Linked DNA regions of Mus musculus: all the other regions are linked to region 4. The links are chromatin contacts, called in public HiCAR-type and promoter capture Hi-C maps. All regions are on one chromosome and are shown on one strand. Each heading gives the region's core, a stretch centred on a gene start, on an enhancer-like site or on the middle of the called end of the contact. The rest is flanking DNA. Distances are from core to core; before and after follow the strand shown.

What was found. Promoter capture Hi-C pulls out the DNA fragments that hold promoters and counts their contacts. HiCAR-type assays count read pairs that join an accessible place to other places. Capture Hi-C pulls out chosen DNA fragments and counts their contacts.
Region 1: a contact with region 4 is called in a promoter capture Hi-C map of pre-B cells, with 4 times the contacts expected there. The contact joins the promoter of 2600006K01Rik here to the promoter of Uck1 in region 4.
Region 2: a promoter capture Hi-C map of liver shows a contact between it and region 4, with 6 times the contacts expected there. The contact joins the promoter of Spout1 here to the promoter of Uck1 in region 4. A contact is called at or near these places in 2 of 39 promoter capture datasets (hippocampal neurons and liver) and 1 of 115 datasets of contacts at active chromatin or transcription factors (embryonic forebrain).
Region 3: a promoter capture Hi-C map of liver shows a contact between it and region 4, with 3 times the contacts expected there. The contact joins the promoter of Coq4 here to the promoter of Uck1 in region 4. A contact is called at or near these places in 1 of 39 promoter capture datasets (liver) and 2 of 9 other capture datasets (adipose tissue and liver).
Region 5: a contact with region 4 is called in a promoter capture Hi-C map of pre-B cells, with 7 times the contacts expected there. The contact joins the promoter of Set here to the promoter of Uck1 in region 4. A contact is called at or near these places in 2 of 39 promoter capture datasets (erythroid cells and pre-B cells) and 1 of 115 datasets of contacts at active chromatin or transcription factors (embryonic forebrain).
Region 6: a contact with region 4 is called in a promoter capture Hi-C map of liver, with 5 times the contacts expected there. The contact joins the promoter of Zer1 here to the promoter of Uck1 in region 4. A contact is called at or near these places in 2 of 39 promoter capture datasets (liver and pre-B cells), 1 of 484 Hi-C or Micro-C datasets (B cells) and 2 of 115 datasets of contacts at active chromatin or transcription factors (astrocytes and double positive thymocytes).
Region 7: a contact with region 4 is called in a HiCAR-type map of astrocytes, with 6 times the contacts expected there. The contact joins the promoter of Urm1 here to the promoter of Uck1 in region 4. A contact is called at or near these places in 1 of 39 promoter capture datasets (liver) and 1 of 115 datasets of contacts at active chromatin or transcription factors (astrocytes).

The regions. Positions count from the first base shown.
Region 1 is chr2:29,868,888-29,871,719 of GRCm38.p6, reverse strand. 2600006K01Rik (a long non-coding RNA gene) reads left to right here and starts at 1,309. Exons shown (of 3, transcript XR_003954007.1): 1 at 1,309-2,160; 2 at 2,350-2,832. Cercam (cerebral endothelial cell adhesion molecule) reads right to left here and starts at 2,226. Exons shown (of 12, transcript NM_207298.2): 1 at 1,995-2,226; 2 at 587-697; 3 at 328-445. The coding sequence starts at 2,182.
Region 2 is chr2:30,177,185-30,179,884 of GRCm38.p6, reverse strand. Spout1 (SPOUT domain containing methyltransferase 1) reads left to right here and starts at 1,426. Exons shown (of 12, transcript NM_172660.4): 1 at 1,426-1,495; 2 at 1,920-1,965; 3 at 2,164-2,292; 4 at 2,403-2,562. The coding sequence starts at 1,460.
Region 3 is chr2:29,786,234-29,788,933 of GRCm38.p6, reverse strand. It overlaps Coq4 (coenzyme Q4), which reads right to left and starts at 1,441. Exons shown (of 7, transcript NM_178693.5): 1 at 577-1,441; 2 at 366-497. The coding sequence starts at 649. Trub2 (TruB pseudouridine (psi) synthase family member 2) reads left to right here and starts at 1,263. Exons shown (of 8, transcript NM_145520.5): 1 at 1,263-1,431; 2 at 2,327-2,458. The coding sequence starts at 1,323.
Region 4 is chr2:32,258,765-32,261,464 of GRCm38.p6, reverse strand. It overlaps Uck1 (uridine-cytidine kinase 1), which reads left to right and starts at 1,360. Exons shown (of 7, transcript NM_011675.2): 1 at 1,360-1,556; 2 at 1,726-1,885. The coding sequence starts at 1,431.
Region 5 is chr2:30,065,065-30,067,764 of GRCm38.p6, reverse strand. Set (SET nuclear oncogene) reads right to left here and starts at 1,291. Exons shown (of 8, transcript NM_001204875.1): 1 at 872-1,291. The coding sequence starts at 944.
Region 6 is chr2:30,123,344-30,126,108 of GRCm38.p6, reverse strand. It overlaps Zer1 (zyg-11 related, cell cycle regulator), which reads left to right and starts at 1,498. Exons shown (of 16, transcript NM_001290503.1): 1 at 1,498-1,833.
Region 7 is chr2:29,826,129-29,828,881 of GRCm38.p6, reverse strand. Urm1 (ubiquitin related modifier 1) reads right to left here and starts at 1,493. Exons shown (of 5, transcript NM_026615.4): 1 at 1,447-1,493. The coding sequence starts at 1,481.

The DNA of each region.
Region 1 (2,832 bases), core at 60-2,559, 2.4 Mb after region 4:
CAGTCGGGATTACACAGAGAAACCCTGTCTCGAAAACCCAGTGAGCAAACATAACAAAAATATTGGAAAAAAATTCTATTCTGAGCTCTAATCCAGGGATCCAGGCTCAGTTTATACTCTTGGCATACAAAAGCTCAGGAATCTAGGAACAGCATATAACCTAAGACCTGTACAAGGAGCCAGGCTTAGTATCTAGTGTGAGCTTAAATACAGGGGTCTCAGCTCAGTCTTCAGAAGATCTGTCCTATAGACAGTTTGGTTATAACCAGACTTTATTGGAAGCAGGTCCTGAGGCCTCCCCCATACTCTGTAGCCAGGCTTTCTTACCAGGATGTAGTCAGCTCCCCAGTCCCTGGCAAAGGCCAGTGCTTCCTGCCTCAGCTCCATCAAAAACTGATGCCGTTCTTTGGTCCAGTGCTTGGGACCCTGTTCATCTGGGTAGGACCTGAAGTGGAGAAAGGTGAAATGCTCTCTTGAGAGAGGGGCCTCTCGTTCTCTGCATAGAATAGACATGCGTGCTCTGGGGGCTGTGCCCTGGGGAATAGCTGTTCACCATCTTCCAGTACCCTTGCCCTCGGTTAACCACCTGGCCTCCTCCTCAGGCTTCCAGACGACAGTCGCATAGTCCCGACCCACAGCAGCCAGCCATTCCCGGAGCATCCCTGTGGTGTTGTCCATGTTGTGATCTGTGGCACACCTGTGAGCACAACACAGAATGACTGTCCTGAGAGCGATGGGGCAGAGTTGTGCGCTCCAGTGGAGGTGCTGGAGGATGTCCTGTGTAGCCTCAGGCAAGGTCCATGCCTCTCTGTGCTTCACGTCTGTCCTTCTAATTTTGTGCATTGTACTGTGGGAATTGAACCCAGAGACTTGTACACATCAAGCAAGCCCCTGACCCCTGAGCCATCCTCGGCCTGAGTGCACTTGAAAAGTCCCTTGAGCTTAAAGATTGCACCTGCCACGTCCCTTCACTTCCGTCCCTCTTCATGGCTCCACACATCAGGCCTTTTCCAGCTCAGAATCAGACAAAACAGTCATTGCCTTTCTCTCCTTACCTAACTCCCCCCAGCTGTAATTAGGCTCACACCATGCTCCGACAACCCCTGAGAAGTGTTAGTGGTGATCCAAGTTCTGTTACCATGGAGCACAGCTTTCCCTCTGCTGGGGAGGGGGCTCTAGTAATGGAGGTGGAAGGCTTAGCCAAGAGCCCAGGTTTTAGGCGATGCTGTTCCTTTAAGCCAATTCCCCAGAACTACGTGTCAAGTCTTACAGGGGTGGGAACTAACTAACTCCCCAAGTGTGGTGGCTGTGGGCAGCCTCCCCAGGCCACAGCTCCACCCCAGCCCAACTTTGGTGTGCTGTGAGGAGTACTCTATCTCCAGCCTCTGCTCAGGCTCCTCCCTGTTTTGACTTTTTTAGACAGGGTACTGCAACCTCTGATCCCAGCGTCCCATGAGACCACACCCTTGGCTATCAGAACCAGCCAGCCCCTCTCTCTACCCAGAGAAGCTTAGCAGTACCACTCAGAAGGGCACCCGAGCATGCCGCCTGGAGCTGAGGGTTCCCTCCACCTGCTCTCTAGAAACCTCCAGTCTGACTGATCCTTTCTATGCTGGGCCCCAGGGGATTCCAGAGGTTCAGTCTGTTCTACCGCACATCAGGCAGACCACAGGTCTTTACTGCGATGTACTGCCGAGCCCCAAGGGCTAGGTCAGAAAGGACAGGCCTAACTGAAACCCAGGGGAAACCCGGGAAGCCGGGGACGCCCGAGACATGTAGGGAGCCCAAAGGAGGGGTGAGTGTCCCTGGGCTGAACCCTGGCCTCAGAGGTCTATTCTTGCCCCGCGGGGTCTAGGAATACTGTTGAAGGGCTGTCTGGGAGGGAGGAGCTTGTTCGGGTTGTGTCTGGGCAGAAGTAATGAGGCCTCCAGGTCAAAAGCCTTCCTGGGTCCTGGGGCTTGATGCCCATATGCACCCACCCCTGGATCTCTCACCAGAGGGCCAGCCTGGCCCGGGGGTAGTCCAGGCGCTCCAGCGCACCCAGGTAGTGGGGCAGAGAGTGTTCAGCATTGCGGGCCAGGATGGCAAGGACCACGGTGGGTAGCGTCGGCTCTGTGACACTGGCAGCCCGGAGCTGCTGCCCCAACAGGAGCAGCAGAGGTAGGAGCCGCGCAACGTGCATGGCGGGACTCGGTGGCTGTGGAGGGCCCCGGGTTTCCCACCACAGTAGGGAGGGGGCGGGATGGGCGGGGCATGGAGGCGGGGTCTTAGAGGGGCGTGGTTACTGCCTTGGGGCCCCTGCGCCCCTCTTAGGCGCCTGTACGCTCCGCTGTCCTCTTCTCCGCCCAGGCCCTAGAGGTCCAGGGTTAGGCACCTGCTCCAGACGCGTCCTGGGGTCCGCCTTCTCCGTGTGGACCTCGGAAGGCGTTGGCACGGAAGGAAGGATCCGTGGGCCATGGTGGACCGCTTGTACCATGGGCGTTCATCTCACTCCTGGAATACTGACACCCGGGATTCCCGGCTCTCTGCCTCTCAGCCGTGGAGGCTGCAGTCTTCGCGAGGAGCCCAGGTTCCCGCCCCCTGCTCCATCTGAGACGCCCTCTGGCGGCCTGAGGCAGTAACTCCACATACCCAGCAGATGACGCGATGAGTTGGAGAGCAAGCCCAAGCTTGGGGGAGAGGACTGAGTGCAGCTGATCTGGCCACTTCCGCGACCTCGCATCACCTCCGCAGGCTCCGGCCCTTAAAGCAAAGCCCTTCTTTCAATTGCTTTGTTTGTTTGTTTGTTTGTTTGTTTGTTTGTTTCGAGACAGGGTTTCTTCTCTGTGTAGC
Region 2 (2,700 bases), core at 177-2,676, 2.1 Mb after region 4:
TTTCAAAAACAACAACAAAAAGTTAATATAAAACTATCAGGCAGAAAAGTTTTTTGGGGAGGAACCTGTTGGTGTTCTGGGTTATACAGGAGAGCAAAGAAAAGGAGACACTGCAGGACCTGTTAGGCTTCTCAGCAGCAGGGGCTCATCCTCTCAGGCATTGAACTTCACATATTTACCATTTTGCAGACCCTCCTTACTGTTACACAAAAGGTACTTGTAGCAAGTCAATTTCTGTATACCAAAACCTGCTACCTTATCTAGGCTTCTCTGAAGGAACCCTACCTAAGCAATACTCAGGCATAACCTACATTCCCAGGCATACCTAAGCAAGTCCCAGGAGACATCCTGGTTTGTCAGGTATGTCTCAGGACTAAGTTATGCAAAGGCTCTGAGAATCCTTGGAAGAGCAACCCCATAAAACCTCAGACAACAATCAATAACTTTACAAAAGGCTTCTTCAAACCCTAGGTACAATCCCTCTGGAATTCATGCCAGATACAATGGCTGCTATTATAGCAGCAGCTAAAAGTCTTCTGCAGGGACTTCTTTCAGTCCTATCTTCTCATTCTTTACTTAAAATGATTTTAAAGTAGACACAGAATGTTGATCAGTGATTTGCATGCTGGAGACCTTGGATTTGATCCAGGGCTGCCAAAAATCAATCAATCAATCAATCACAGCACTCAGGTGGTTGATGGAAGATTGAGTTTGAGGTCAGTCCAAGCTACATAGTAAGACCCTGTATCAATTTCTTTTTTAAAAAATTTAAAGTACTACATGCAAACAAATGAATTAAACTGATAAAGAATAAAGTCTGGGGCTGGCAAGATGGCTCAGCGGGTAAGAGCACCAATTGCTCTTCCAAAGGTCCTGAGTTCAAATCCCAGCAACCACATGGTGGCTCACAACCATCCGTAATGAGATCTGATGCCCTCTTCTGGCACGTCTGAAGACAGCTACAGTGTACTTATGTATAATAATAAATAAATCTTTTTAAAAAACCAAAAGAATAAAGTCTGGACGAGGCTGGGAATATAGCTCACTGGTGGAGCACTAAATTTAGCACGCGTCGGGCCTTAGCTGGAGTCCCAGGAAACTGAATGGATAAATAAAAAGAAAGTGCAAATGAACTGGATAAAGGTAGTCTTTTGTAATTTCCAATAGGGTGCCCTTACATAAAACATGGAAGCTAAATATCACCAGGGTACCTAACAATGGAAAGGGCGGCACATGAGCCTTACTGGGTTCGGACAGCGTAGTGCTGCGAACTCGTTGCCCTGGAGACAGGGTACCAACGCAGCAGCCTCCGCACTCGCACGTGGCGTTTCTGAGCTCCGCCTCAGCCTGGCACCCAGGACACGCCCCACTCTCCGCTGGGCCTCTGATTGGGCAGCTCCGCGGAGGTGTGGCCGGAAGAGGCGAGGCTAACTGGCAGGCGCGCGGTGGGCCTGGAAACATGGCGGAGCGCCCGAGGAAGCGTCCGTGTGGTCCGGTATGTGCGGACCGATGGGTTCCGGGCTAGGCCTGGAATCTGCAGCGTGTCACAGTGGTGTCGGCCCGGGTCTTCTGCTCTCTCCTCTCCCCTCGCCCCTCTCCCGTAGCCTGAGCTTGCAGAGTTAGCTGGTCCGATCTACATTCATTCGCGGGGCGACGGTGTCTTGAGTCCTCTCCTGGCTTATTTTCTGATTCCTAGGGCGACTTTATGGCCATACCTGTCTTCCCCTTGTCTCGGTTTCTTCTTTTGCCCAATGGGGATTCATTCCTCAGCTTCCCGGATCTGATCCCAGGCTTTGTGCACGGCGAGTCCCTGTGTACTTCTACCCTGGTTTGAGAGAGTCAGATGGCGGGAGGCCCGATGGGATGCGCCCCTCCTATGTGTGACCGGTCAGCCTCTCAATCTTCCTCCTTACTTGCAGGGTGAACATGGCCAAAGGGTTGAATGGCGAAAATGGAAACAGCAGAGTAAGTAAAAAGCTGAGGCCGGGTTGGGCAAGCGCACTGAGCCCTCCCTTTCCACAAACCAGCTAATGGCCCGACGAGCCCTCTTTGGGTCTCAGTGTATCCAAGTGAGTGGTGGCAGCCTCTCCAGAGCCTAGGCTAGCCCAGCGAGAAGGAACTCTCCTCCCCATGTCAAGTCCTTTCCCTCCAATAATTCTCCAGAAAAAGAGGAGAAAAAGAAGTGGAAGGACCTCAAGATAATGAAGAAACTGGAGCGGCAGCGTGCCCAAGAGGAAGAGGCTAAACGCCAGGAAGAGGAGGAAGAGGCGGCGGCCCAGAGGAGCAACCAAGGTAAGCAGCTGGGTCGTGAGGTAAGTTGAATCTCTGAGCCATGGGGACATGCAAGGGAGGGAAGGTCCACAGCCTGTCAGGCTGACAGGAACATCCCCTGTCCCTGCTAGGACGGCCTTACACTCTGAGTGTGGCCCTGCCAGGCTCCATCCTGGACAATGCCCAGTCACCTGAGCTCCGCACCTACCTGGCTGGCCAGATCGCCAGAGCCTGCACCATCTTCTGTGTGGATGAGATTGTGGTGTTCGATGAGGAGGGCCAAGATACCAAGTGAGAGTCTCTGGGGAGTGGGGAGGACCAGCAGGGGTGGCCATGGCTTTGTCCTGCTCCTTGTCACCTGCCTGGCTGCCTGGAAGGAGCTCTCAAAGGCAGCTGCAGACTCACTTTTTCTCACCCTTGGTGCTAGAG
Region 3 (2,700 bases), core at 192-2,691, 2.5 Mb after region 4:
CAAAAAGAAGCTGATCTTGAACTGTTTCAGCAAAGAAAATCCTGAAGATCATGGCCCTTACCAAGTTTACTTACTACCCAGTGAGAATGCTGTAATTTGGTGTGTACCTGGTCATTCAGCCCAGAGATTAATATGCTAGGGTGACACTCTTCCAAGAATTACAAAAAGGCAGACTTGTAGACTTCACGTTTCTTTCTTCCTCTCCTCCCTGTGCCCAGAAGACCCAAAACAGTTCTAGCTAGAATCAGGCACCTGATTATCATAAACGATCCTGGGAAATATGATAGGCGCAGCCAGGTTTGGATGCCCACAAACCAAGTCTTCACCGGTCCCAGCTTTCGAGACCGAAGAGTAAACCGTCTTACCGTGGCGATAGGGGTTGTAGAGAGCCATTCCCGCCGCGCCCGCAGCCAGCAGCATCTTTTGCAGCGGGGTGGTTGGGATGTGGTCCGGGTACAGCAGGCGGGCGCCATGGCTCCCGGCCCTGAGGGGTACATCTGCGAGCAGAAAAGAGGTAAAGGTGAGAGGAGTCCGGTCCCTCTGGTCGCCGCGGACACTGGAATCAGAGCTGCTCACCTACAGCTGGCCGCGTACGGGGCCGAAGACTGCGGTGGAGGCGCAGGGAGCGAAGCAGCAGCAGGGTCGCCATGGCAGCGGACGTCCGCGTGGTTAGGCGGGGCTCCGCAGGTACTACGGAGGCCCGAGAAGTCAAAAGACTCCTGGGACACTGCACTCACTGTGGCTTTTTGATCGGAGATGTTGTAATATGGACAGGAGCATGAGAAGGAAAGCCACAAGATCTGTTTGCCACTGAAGTAAAACAACTGCTGTGAGCCAGGCGTTATTTATAACGTAGGCCTGTCAACCCAGCATTTGAAACCTGGAGGCCGTAGGATCAGTTCGAGATCCTTCTTGGCTATTTCTTAAGTACGAAGGCAGTACTAGAGACCTTGTCTCAAAAACCAAGCCTGATGTGAATTACTCGTCACTCCAGATCTTGGAAAAGTGGAGACAGAAAAGTAATGAATTCTCGGCAACTTAGCAAGTTTGAGGGCAGCCTGGGATATATGAGAAACAAACAAACAAAAAACTCCTGAAAAGAATTCAAAAATAACATAACCGAGAATTCGGTTGCTCGATATCCGGCCCTATTTTCTTCTCCATCTCTTATTTCCCCCCCGGAGGGCAATAAGAAAAGAACCTCTTCCTGCCAAGGAAACAAGGCGGCTACCTACAGTAGGGACCACATTTGGGAAAGGACCACGCAGCACTTCCGCCCGCATCCCCGCTTCTGGATGATGTTGAACCGCTGAGTTCCAGCCATGGGTTCTTCTGGCCTAGCTCGGCTGCAGGGGCTCTTCGCTGTCTATAAACCTCCGGGGCTGAAGTGGCTGCACTTGCGTGAGACCGTGGAGTTGCAACTGCTTAAAGGTGAGAACTCCGACGCGGACCCACGGTTTTGCTTTAGTTCTTTCTGATGTGGAGTGAGGTCACGTGGTTCGTTTGCCGGGTTGTAGCTGTTTCTTGTTTGTTTGTTTTTTTTCTCTTGTACACATTTCGTTACTACCCACTCTCCGCTATTTTCCTTTAGAGAAATTCATTCTATAGTGTTGGGTTTTTTTTCGCGGTTTCTGTTACAGAGTTAGAATTTGAACTTTTTTTTTTTTTTTTTTTTTTTTTGCCTTTTGAGACAGGGTCTTTTCTAATTAATCCGACCTTGAAATCAGTGAGGCACTGAGAATTCTGACTCTCCTGACTCCACCTGCCAGATGCTGGGATCACAAGCGTGACCACCACCCCGACCCTCAAACACCAATTTTTTTCTTTGCCTTTTTTTCCTTTCTTTTATTTTCTTAAAAACTGTCATGTAGCCTCAAATTTGCTATGTAAGATGAAGATAACCTTGAACTTTTGACTGTCCTGCCTTCACTACCCAAGGTCTTAGACTACATCTGTGTAGTACCACCTCCCATTAGGGTGCTGGGGATGGAACCCGGGGCGTCTTGCGTATTGTGCAAACACTCCATGAATTGAGCTACACTTCCAACCTAGGATTTTTGTTTTGTTTGTTTGTTCTTCACTTTTTAGAGAATGGTTTCTCTGTATACCCCTGGCTGCCCTGGAAATAACTCTGTAGATCAGTCAGGCCTTGAATTCAGAGATAGGCCCGCCTCTTGCCTCCCCAGTGCTGGAATTAATGATACCTGGCTTCTGAAGGAGTCATAGTACGTTTTCTACGATACACAAATCCATCTTCTATGCTACCATCTCTCTACCCCTTCTCTTGCGGGTTGGAAAAGTACTGACTGTGTTCTTTTGTGCTTAGGTCTCAATGCCCAGCAGCCTCCTGCTCCTGATCAGCGTGTTCGCTTCTTGCTAGGCCCTGTGGAAGGCAGTGAAGAGAAGAAGTTGACTCTCAGAGCCACCAATGTACCCTCCCTCACCACCCACAGACTTGGTAAGGCAGAGTCAGACAGGACCCTGGCCGTGATGTTAGAGGAAATCCCTGGCCTGAGTTAGATTTCTAGCCCAGGGTTTGGCAAACTTCCCTAGAGAGGGAAGATTTTAAACAGCTTCTGCCTACAGCCTTGTGTTTTCCTTGGCTCTGCTCCTCTTTGCTATTGTAATGCAAAGCATCTCTAGACTGTAGGAAAGGAGAGAACCTTCTTGTATTTTAGTCAAGACTGGAGTGCAGCCACA
Region 4 (2,700 bases), core at 111-2,610:
AGACTTATGATAGAAAAGTCTGGTACAAATTAAAACAGGCCTGGATGAGGCTGGGTCTTTCAGGAGCTCTGGCCACTCCATGGTTGTCTTAAGGCCTCAACCAAGTGCTTCAAGTCTGTGCTGACATAAAAGCAGTTGGGCTGGTGGACTGGCAGCACCTCTGCTCGAGGCAGGCAGCAAGACTGGAGAGTCCAGCAGCGTCCAGGTAAGTGCTCCACCCCATTTCTCAACCCCCTAAGTATTCATAGCAAATGAACGTCAGGAGCAATCAATGCTCACAGGAAGAATTGAAGACCAGGCATGATGGCGCACGCCTTTATTCTTAGTACTCAGGAGGCAGAAGCAGGAGGTCTCTCACTGTGAGTTCAGAGCCATTCGTATCTCCTTTGCAAGTTCTAGGCCAGCTTGGGCTACGCAATGAGACATTTGTCATAAAGAAAGCAAAACAACAACAACAACAACAACAGAATTTAAAAGCCAGGTTGTTGGAGTTGGAGTGAGAGTTGGAGTGACTGCTCTTCCAGAAGCCTAGTTTCAATTCCCAGTACCTACTGGTAGCTTTTAACTGTTAGAAAGTTCACTACCAGAGGGAACCGACTCCCTCTTCTGGTCGCTGTGGGAACTCCAAGCATGTGGTACAAAAACACGGGCACGTAAAACAGCCATACATATAAAGTAAAGTGGAAAAAAAAAAAAGTGTACTGCTCTTGCATAGGACCAGAGTTCAGTTCCCAGCATTTAAAATGGGCAGCTCACAACTGCCTGTAACTACAGCCTTATGGGGATCTGACACTCCCCAGGCACTTCAGTCATGTGCACAGACCCATAACACACACACAAGCACATATAAATAAAATTATTATAAATATTTCCTTTTTTTAAAAAGCCAGGCATGGTGGTACATGCTTGTTACTCCCACCCTCAGAAGGCTGAGGCAGGAGAATGTTTGGGGCCAGCCTGGGCTTCAGAGTACCAGACAGCAAGGGCTATGCGGTAAGAATCTGTCTAAAAATCAAGAGATTTTAACAGATTCATAGATACTTAAATAATGCGCCAGGGAGAGGGAGGTCTTCCTAAGTGTCTCAGGATGACACGTTCTCACGTGGCAGGAGGCACTGATGGGGTTAAGCATAAGGCAGGGACGGTCCTAACCCTGTGGGTGACAGGATCTCGGCTGTGCTAGGGAAATAGGGGTCAGTGGGCTGGAGACCTTGGTCTAGTCCAGCACTTGAGTGTGCGTCTCGTCGGGAGGTGGAGCCCCATCCAGGCCCCGCCTCCAGGTAAAGGGGTCATTCTGGAGTCACTGAGGCTCTTCAGGGACACGGCCTTGAGTGCCGCGCCTCATGCGCGCATGCGCTCATGTCCCCGGAAGCGATGCGCACAGCATCCGTCACTACGTCCAGGCGGGAGCGGGCAGAGTCGGTGAATGTATGTCCGTCGCTCCGGATATGGCTTCGGCGGGAGGCGGCGGCTCGGAGAGCGCCGCGCCCGAGGCCGATCGTCCCCAGCCGCGGCCGTTCCTCATCGGCGTGAGCGGCGGCACCGCTAGTGGCAAGGTGAGCGCCCTGCGCCTGGGCCTCGCGGAGGGATTGCCAGGCCGCTGGTTGGGGCGCCATTGCCTCTGGCCCAACCGCGGCACCTGTTGCTAGCAGCTAAGGGGGTCGTCCCCAGGGGCTGGCGGGTCACTCAGTGCACAAGCTCACTTTTGGCACCTTCTGTCCCCAGTCAACAGTGTGTGAGAAGATCATGGAGCTGCTGGGACAGAACGAAGTGGACCGCCGGCAGCGCAAGTTGGTCATCCTGAGCCAGGACTGCTTCTACAAGGTTCTGACGGCCGAGCAGAAGGCCAAGGCTTTGAAGGGACAGTACAATTTTGACCACCCAGGTACCTGGAGAATGTCTGCCTGGAGAGCTGGGGGTAGAGGATAAACTGCTGTGAGATATGGGCTCTACAGAGATTGCAGACTGCCAGACAGATACAGAGATGTGTATGGATGCAGACTGCTGGACCAGGGCTGTAGGAGATGTTTGTTGGATGCAGACTGCCACCGAGGCTGTCCAGGGATGTGTACATAGGATGCAAAGTGCCAGACTGAGGCTGTCCAGAGAGAACTGCTGGACACCAACTGCCAAGGGGGGCGGGGATTGAATGCAGCAGCAATGGGGCTCCGTGAAACATTACCCTCATTTCCCTTGGTAGTGGGCCCACAGAAAGGTAGGGTTTGCTGAATTCCATGAGCCTGGAGTGACTCAAGATTTTTGCTAGAGCCACTTAGGAAGGAGGAGCCAGGAGATGTTGAGGATCGCTTCTTGATGTGTTGAAATCTCTGCCTGGCACCTTGTTGCTGAGGAGCCCTTTGTACACCCTACCTACCGCCTGCCTGACCTTTGGATTCCCCAAGCTGTCTCGGGGCAGTCAGTCTTCAGGGAGGCCAGTTGTAGAAACAGAGGTTAATCTGGGGCTCAGGCCTTGGAGCTTCCTGGCCTGGTAGGGGCCTGTGTTCCTGAAGGTTTAAGCTTTCCTAGGGACTCCTGAAGGTCAGAGAATAGGACTCTTAACTTTGTTTTGCCAGATACAGAGGAGCAGAGGCTCAAATGATCTCTTTCCCCCAGTGTCAGCCAATCAGAAAGTCTTTGTTCCAGTTTCTGGTGGGACAACCTTACCCTTCATCCTGGGGTGTGCTGTGGGGTCCTCAGCAC
Region 5 (2,700 bases), core at 42-2,541, 2.2 Mb after region 4:
CCGGAGTCGTCTTCTCAGACTTAGAATGTAAACCTGACCTTACTCCTTCAACCCATTCTTGATGAGATTGGTCATCATATACGGCCGTGCAGTATTTCAGGACACTTCGTGGGAAAACCCTACTCAAAAACTTGGAGCCATAAAAAGGAGAGGGGGTGTGCTCCTATTTCGTGCCCTTTTGTCCGAGGGTTGTGAAGGCTTTTACAAAGCCAAGTGGGCGTGAAGGGGCCCGATCGCGCGTCTCATTTCCGGTAACCAGCCCGGGCTCTGCAGCTGTCCTGGGCTCGAAACGACCCTCCAGGCGAGGGCTAGGCGTCCTAAAGGCCCCTGAAGCCCCTGCATCATACGGCCTCGGGGCCAGATTCCTCGCACCCCCGGCGCGCCCGAGTGTGGCTGCCCCACGTGGGGTGCGCAACCCGCGCAGCCTGGAGCATCCTCCCGCCGGCTCCGCGCCCCTACCCCGCCCCAAACCCCGGTTCCCGGTTCCGCGGTAGCGCCGGCTCAGGGCGGGAAGCAGGGCGGCACTAGAGGCCCGGCCGCAAGGCTGCGTCCGGCCGCACCATGTGGCGGCGGTGGCGGCTGATGGGAGCGAGGCATCATGGCGGAGCACAATAAAGAGAGGCTTCTCGGGAGGGAGGGAGGGGGAGGAGAGCGCGGGCGGGGGGAAGGGGGGGTCTCCGCCCGCCGCGCAGGCCGCAGCGCCCCCGCCTCGGCCGCACCGCTCACCGCCACGGCGCCACCCCGGCCCCCCGGTCCCGGGCCGCACACAAAAAAGGCGCCGGCTCTCCGGCCCCCGCGCGCCCCCCGCAGCCCCGCGGTCCGGGCCGAAAGATGGCGGCGCGGCCGGGCCCCCGCCGCGCCCGGTCCTCACCTGAGGTCTCGTCGGCCCCGTCGTGATTGGAGTTGAGCTCCTTTTTACTGGCTTTGGCCGTCGGCGCAGACATGGTGCCCTCCGCGATCGGGGCGGGGAGCGGGGAGGGGGAGCGAAGGGACGGCCAAGGGGGCGGCCAGCGGCTTCCCCTCACGCCACACGCGCGGCGCCCGCTCGCTCCGGCCGCCTCCTCCCGGCGCTCACTTGCCTGCCCTCCCCCTGGCTGCCTGGCACTGCCCGCGGGGCCTGACGCGGAGGCAGGCCCGGGCGCGTTGTGGCGAGCCCCCGGCCGGGGCTCTCGCTGAAGGCGGGGAGGCGGCGGCGGCTCGGCTGGGCTCCTCGACTCGCGCCCCGCGCTCCGGCTCGCTTCTGGATTGCCCTGAGCCGCCTCCTCCTCCTCCTCCACCTCCTCCACCACCACCTCCTCCTCTTCCCGGCGAGGGGCAGGCCGCAGAGCGCAGGCGCGCCGGGCCTGCGCAAGTCCCGCCCCCGGCCGGAGAGGCTCGCGCCGTACAGCGATTGGCCGCGGCCGCGGGGCAGGGGGCGGGGCCGTGGCGGGTGGCGGCGGCGGCGGTGGGGACACTGGGGCCTGGACGAGAGGCGGGAGGAAGCGGCTCAGCGACGCATGGTCCTGCCCCCGCGCGGTGCTCCCCTCCCCCGCTCTCCCCTTCTCCAGCCGACCCGGGACATTTGCGCGCCGCGCGGTGACTTGAGAGGCGGGGCCTCCGTTCCCCAATACTCCATCACGTGGTGGCTCAGTGGCTTCCCTTAGCGGGGCGGCTGGGGGCTCTGGAGAGGGGGCGCGCGCAGCCCCTCAAAAGTACAGGCCTTAGGAGTACCCTGGCTACAATCAGGCGCCTGAGTTCTGCACCCGGGCACCTTCATTTTTTTCTAGATGGAGAAGCTGGGGACTCAAACTCTAGGCTGCTGTGCAGAGCCACACGCAAGCAGTTCCTCTATCCAGTTTACACGCGGGACCGGGTTTATGCATGGGCCAATTCAAGCCTCTGCCCTCGGTTCTGAATTTTTAAAAATCTGTTACATATTCACACTCAAAAGAACCACAGGAAAGTTCTCTGACTGTAGGAAGGACCTTTCTGCCACAGGTCCTTCTGCTCAACTTCGTACAGGTGTCCTGATCTCAGTGGTGAGGGAAGCACATTTTTGGTGATGACAAATGGGGAAATGTTTAAAAGTCAAAGGCTAAAACAGTAAAACAAACAAACAAACAAACAAAAACAGCTTTAGATTATTAAAAAGTCCTTAAGCACTATGTCGGAGGGATTTAATGGTTAAACACTGTTTTTCAGGACTTGAAAAGATAGTTCTCTGTCTACCTGGATCCCAACACGTGGTCCTGGAAATCCAGAAAGCTCTCTACCTGGTTCCTCTACCACTAGAGCTTGAACTATCCATACTCTCAGTATTCCCGTTTTATTATCAGCTCTTATACATAAAGCAATGTGGCTTTAAGTCAAGTCATTCATGGTGGGTAGACAATAAATGTAAAATACATCATATATATATATATATATATATATATATATATATATATATATATATATATATATATATACAGTCCATGGTGAGAGAATACAAATGTGCTCCTCCAAGTTTCCATCTCAACTCCAGGAAATTCAGCTAGGCCTTCCTGGTGGTGCACCTTATGCTCAAGTCGGTGAATTAATTGCACTCATCTGTTGCAATTGGTAAGCTTAAATCTGGCGACAACCTCTAAGGACCTCTAACCCACACAGCTCCCAAGCCTAGAGACCTCCAACACAGGCAACTGTGGACAGGCTTCTTAAAGAGGGAACGGTCTGACAAAA
Region 6 (2,765 bases), core at 249-2,748, 2.1 Mb after region 4:
ACATGTAGCTGGTCTGGTCTCAGTATCTTCTTTGCAGCTCAGCTTGACTAAGAACTCTCAACTTTTTATTCTTTTCTCTGGCAGGGAGGGTCTTAGTGAATCTGGTTAGTTTCAGGGACTTCCTGAACCTATTTTGAGTTATTTACCTTCCTACTTAAGGTATCTACTTTCTCTTTTCTTTTATTTTTTCTCCTTTTCTTGTTTTGTTTTTTGTTTTAGAGACATGGTTATTTTGTGTAGTTTTGGCTGTCATGGAACTAGCTTAAACTAACGGAATCTGCCTATCTCTGCTTCCTGAGTGCTAAGATTAAGGTGTATGTATAGTATTTTGTGTGTGTGTGTGCGCGCGCTCAATGATAGAATTCCTGTCTGCCACAGGACCTGGGTTTGAGCCTCCACATCCCCTCCCTTCTTTCTCTCTAACCTCACTCCAGGGCATTCCTTAAGCAAAAAGTGTTGTTAGTTTACCAGATGTGGAGGGCAGTAAGAAAAATGTTTAAGCCTACTGCCTGATTGTTTGAGCTTAGAATGACAGAGATGCAAAGAGCCCACACTGATTTCAACTGTGAACGTTCTGGACAGGAGACCAGAAGGAAACAATTTACTGAGGGACTGGGTAAGGAGAGAAGGTAGATGAAAAGTCTGGATGCCCTGATTGTGAGACTGCAGAAGGAACGAAGGGATTTGTGTTCGGAGGCTATGGTAGAAATCAAGAGAAGAAATGGTGATGGGGCCAGTGAGATGGCCCAGCATGTAAGGGTGCTTGGTACAAGCATGGTGAGGACTGAATTTGATCCCTGAAACCAACGTGGCTGGTGTAGAGAACCCTCTCCAGCCAACAGTGCTCTGATCTCCTGCACATGTGCATATGCATGCACACATATAAATAAATGGGAAAAAAATCTTAAAATGAAAAGGAAGTATAGACCAGAGAGCTTGTTCGGTTCCTACGTTTGTGGGGCTTACAACTACCTGTAACTTCAGCTTCATGGGCTCCGGGGCTATTGTCCTCAGCAGGCAGCTGCCGTCACGTGCATAAGCACATATACACTTATGTACATAATTAAAATAATATTTTTGAAAGATAAAATGATGGACAGTAGGGCACTATTGGAGGAAGAGAGAAACAACTGTTAAGAGATCCTTGGTGACTAGAAGAAAACGCAGTGGCCAAGAACAGCCTCACTCCTGCTATCTGACAGCTCCTGGGTGAATGGCCCTTTTCGTGAAGGAAAGAAGGAGGAGCACATTTTGAGGGGCAATGTGGTGGCTGCTTAGAGACCGCCCAAAAGACGTCGGGTTGGGCACCGGGTGAGTCAGCACTAACTAGGTAAGATGGAGTCAATCCTGTCCTGAACCTGCTCCTGCGAGTTAGCCCCTCGCTAGAAGGAACCCTGGAAGCTAACGTGGAGACTGGGGCCTCAGCTTGGGCAGGAGCAGCCCAGAGAACCCGGAACCTTCAGCCGCCTCCGCCCACGTTCGCGGCGGGACAAGACGAGAGAACCCCTCCTCTGCTGCTAAGGGGCGGCCCGGAAGTGACGCTTTGTTGACAGCACACCCGCAGCCACAGGCTCTCCAAGCCTTCGGAACAGGATCGGGGGGAGGGGCTGGGCCCGGAGCCAAGCAGCCGGCGGCCCGAGGGCAAGGGAACGGCCTCCGTCCGGGGCTCCGGTCGCAGCATTCCCGCCCTGCCCCGCCCCGCCCCGCCGACCCGGACCCGGACCGGATCCGACCTCCTGCGGCGCTTTGGCCGCCGATTCCCCCGGGCCGCAGCCTCCGCTTGTAAGCCTGCGAAGCATCCTGTCTCCCCGTTGAGGGCCGCCCCCTCCTAGGGTACGTCCTAAATGCCGAGCCAAGAGACGTACCTGCATCCTTTTCTTCACCCTGTCTCAGGGTCTAAGCATTGTCGCTGCGACTCCTTGCAGAGGTCCACCACAGGCTAGTGGTGGGATGGCGCTCGTCGCCTGCCACCCAGGTCTGAGGATTTTGCCTTGAAAATTGAGCTCTCTCTAGAATGAGAACGACGCTCGCCCTTGCAAAATGGGGGCTCAACGTAGGGCTTAGGAGGCCAGCCTCTGCCCCTCCTACCTGTTGGATGAGTTTAGGTCTTCTCCCAACCCCCGAAGCCGTGCTACTTAAAAGCTTAGGGATGGCTTGGCTCCTGGATCAGCTCCCAAAATGCGATGCCAAGGTACAAGATAGTGCAACAGGGTCGGAAAAGAGCGGGTGGGCTTGCTGAAGATCAATGGCTCCCATAGGTGAGGTGAAACTAAAACTGACCGCTCTGGCTAGCTCTGGGTAGATTTAGCTGCTCTTTAACCAGTCAAAGCTTCCCCGGGTTTGCTTGTGCCTTGTGTGTATGACAGAGACGGGAGGGGGAGCAGAGGGTTGGGGGTAGTGGTGCCTAATGCCTGGGAAAAGCTAACTCAATGATGTTTCTGACAGAATGGTTCTCTACAGGCTTCAAGTTAGAGTGACCGGTGGAGATAGCATTGAAAGGGGGGTCACAGAAGCTATGCTTTGACCAAGAGGTTCTTGTTAGGTATGAAGGGTCGATGTGCTTTGCCTTATTCAGTAAATAAACGTACAACATGTTTGATAGTAATAGGTGTCACGAAGCAGAGACTGGGACCTCTGTATAGAATGGTCAGGGAAGGTCTCTAATGAGGTTTCTGTCTGAGCAGAGATGAGTGAGGTAGAAAGTCATTACAGCTTTCTGGGGGCTCAGCATTCAGCAGCAGGCGCAAAGATCCTGTGGTGGCAAG
Region 7 (2,753 bases), core at 244-2,743, 2.4 Mb after region 4:
AACTTCTTCCTTCTCAGTTCTGCTGAAGCTGGTCAAGGCATCAGGAAGTCCCCTCATAGCCCAGTTTGGGAGGTGGGAGGATACCGTGTTAGCTGGGCTAAGGTTCGAAGAGGTAAAGCAGTCAGGAAGCCAGACCAACCTAATTGGATCCAAGCAGCAAGACAATATCATCAATTAAACTGCACTTAACATTCATGAGACTACTCCCTTCCAAGGGACAGAAATGCTGAACACTGCAGGGACTAGACAGAGTGCTATTTATCTTTGTATCCTTGGTGTCTGGCTCACTGCCTGGCACATGGTAGGCACTCAATAAATGACTGGTGAATGAACTGCCTAGTGAAGGGACAACATGAAAGGAATGGGGGGCATCCAAGGCGAAGAAAGGCATTTGGAAGGAATTTTACATCTCTCTCTACCCTTGAGTTTCCCTTCACTTCAACCTTGGCTTCTTCATCTACACACACACACACAAACACACACACACCCCTAGCTTTTCCATAAGATTCTAGAAACCAACCACCCATCTCTAGAAGCCTCAGTTCTTTGTTCTCAGCTTCCGAAGAAGTCTGTCTTCTGCAGGTTTTGAAACCATGACAAGCATTCTGTGTGTTGGAAGAACACAATGGTGATTTGAGACAATCTTCACTTTTCCCCGTGTTCCTTCAAGTAGTGATGTGTACCCGGATTCTGAACCTTTTCACAGTAAGGATAATATACTACCAATGTTAGTCACTCCCTCCGTGGCAGCTTATTTACCCCGGTAGCTCCTCTGGACTCTGCAGAAGACACTTACCAAACTACTTTGCAAAAGATTAAAATCTAATTAAAACTCCAAGGTATGCCGGGCGGTGGTGGCCCACGCCTTTAATCCCAGGACTTGGGAGGCAGAGACAGGCGGATTTCTGTGTTCGAGGTCAGCCTGATCTACAGAGTGAGTTCCAGGACAGCCAAACAGAGAGGACCCCTGTCTCGAAAACACACACACACACACACACACACACAAGGTTTGAGAAAGAGGAAGGTCCTGTCTTGGCCAAGACTTCCCCTAGGAAGGCACTAGGCGGGAAGACAGAACTGAGATTATTCAGCAGGGTTCGTCTCTACTCGTGCGCTCCCCTTAGAAGCTCAAAAACCAGACAAGGCGAGTCGGGCTCGGAATGGCACGGGTGAAACATGCCGGAAGACCGCCTGCTCACTGTCAATGCCTCCCAGTCCTACATGATACAGAGCAAGGCGAAGGATTCCAAACGCATCTCCCTACCCGTGTGTGCGCCTCAACTCTCGGACTCACGGCCTCGTCACCCACAGAGACCGCGTCAGTCAGAGGCCAGGGGATTATCCCGGCTCTCGGAGGGCGACACAGCCTCGGCAGGCCAAGAGAGGTCCGGAATTCCGAGCCTTATGGCTTCGCTCCATCCCCAAGGCGCCCCAGATCTCACTCACCCGAACTCCACCTTCACACATAAGGGCGCCGCCATGTTTAGGAAACCAAACTAGCAGGACACGCCCTTTAACTTCCGGAGCGCCCGTTTATTTCCGGTCGCCACCAGGAAGCGTAAACGGAAGAGGCGGTACGGGGTGGGGCGAAATCCGTTCGTTACTGCTCAGCTATTGGACGAAGGCACCCGCTCAGTGGGCTGCGGAATTGATTGTCTACATTATTTGCGGACCTGGCCAAAAAAAAAAAAAAAAAAACCGAGCAGGAAGGGACTTCCTGAAGAAAGACGTCTAAGGGGAAATTCATCAGCATCCGATGACATGATTGTGAGCCACGTACTGTTGATCTTTCATTGGCTACAAATCTGTTTTTAAGCCACGCATGGTGGCACACGCCGTTAATCCTAGCCCTCAGAAAGGCAGAGACGGTGGATTATGTGAGTGCCAGGCCAGCCTGATCTACGTAGGGAATTACAGGACACCCAGGGTTCAAAAACAAAACAAAACCAAAAACAACAAAGAACCCACAAACAAGAACCCTGTCAACCCAGCTAACATCGCTTAAGGGAGTAAAACGAGGTAACTCCAAATTCTTGTTTCTGACCCTGTTGTCTCTCTCCGGAGCTGCCATCTTACTATGCAAACATCTGTGTCAGATGATGAATTGTATGTCTTCTACTCCACGGTTACTGAGTTAACAATGTGTCTGGCAGATTGGTCCTGTGGAGAGTCAGTAATAACGGCTGTAACTGAAGTTCTTGTCTCTAGGTCTCTCCGTGTAGCAGGGAGACGGGGAGACAGCCGTAATCAAATGTACAAACCATGCTAATAAATGTGAAATCCTAAACTGAAATAAATTTTCCGATGTTAGAAAATTAGAATTATAGAGATTTGTGAAAAAAACGCTAGGGCTGTGGAGATGGCTCATCTGATAAAGTACTTGCTGGGCAAGTGTAAAGATCAAAGATAAGATCCCCAACCCAAGTGAAATGATGGTTAGCATGGCAATACCAGAGCTAGGGAGGTGACGATGGCTTCCTCAGGGCAAGCTGGCAACCTACACTAGCCAATGAGCAAGCTCTGAGTTCCAGAAAGACCCTGCCTCAATACATAAAATAGTGGACTACAGAGATGGCCCAGAGGTTAATAGCACTAGCTACTATTCTAGAGAACCCAGGGTTGGTTCCCAGCACCCACATGGCAGTCCTCAACTTTAACTCCAGTTCCAGTTACATATATTCAGGCAAAAACCAGTACACTGAACCGGATGGTGGTGGCACATGCCTTAAATCCCAGCACTTGGGAGGCAGAGG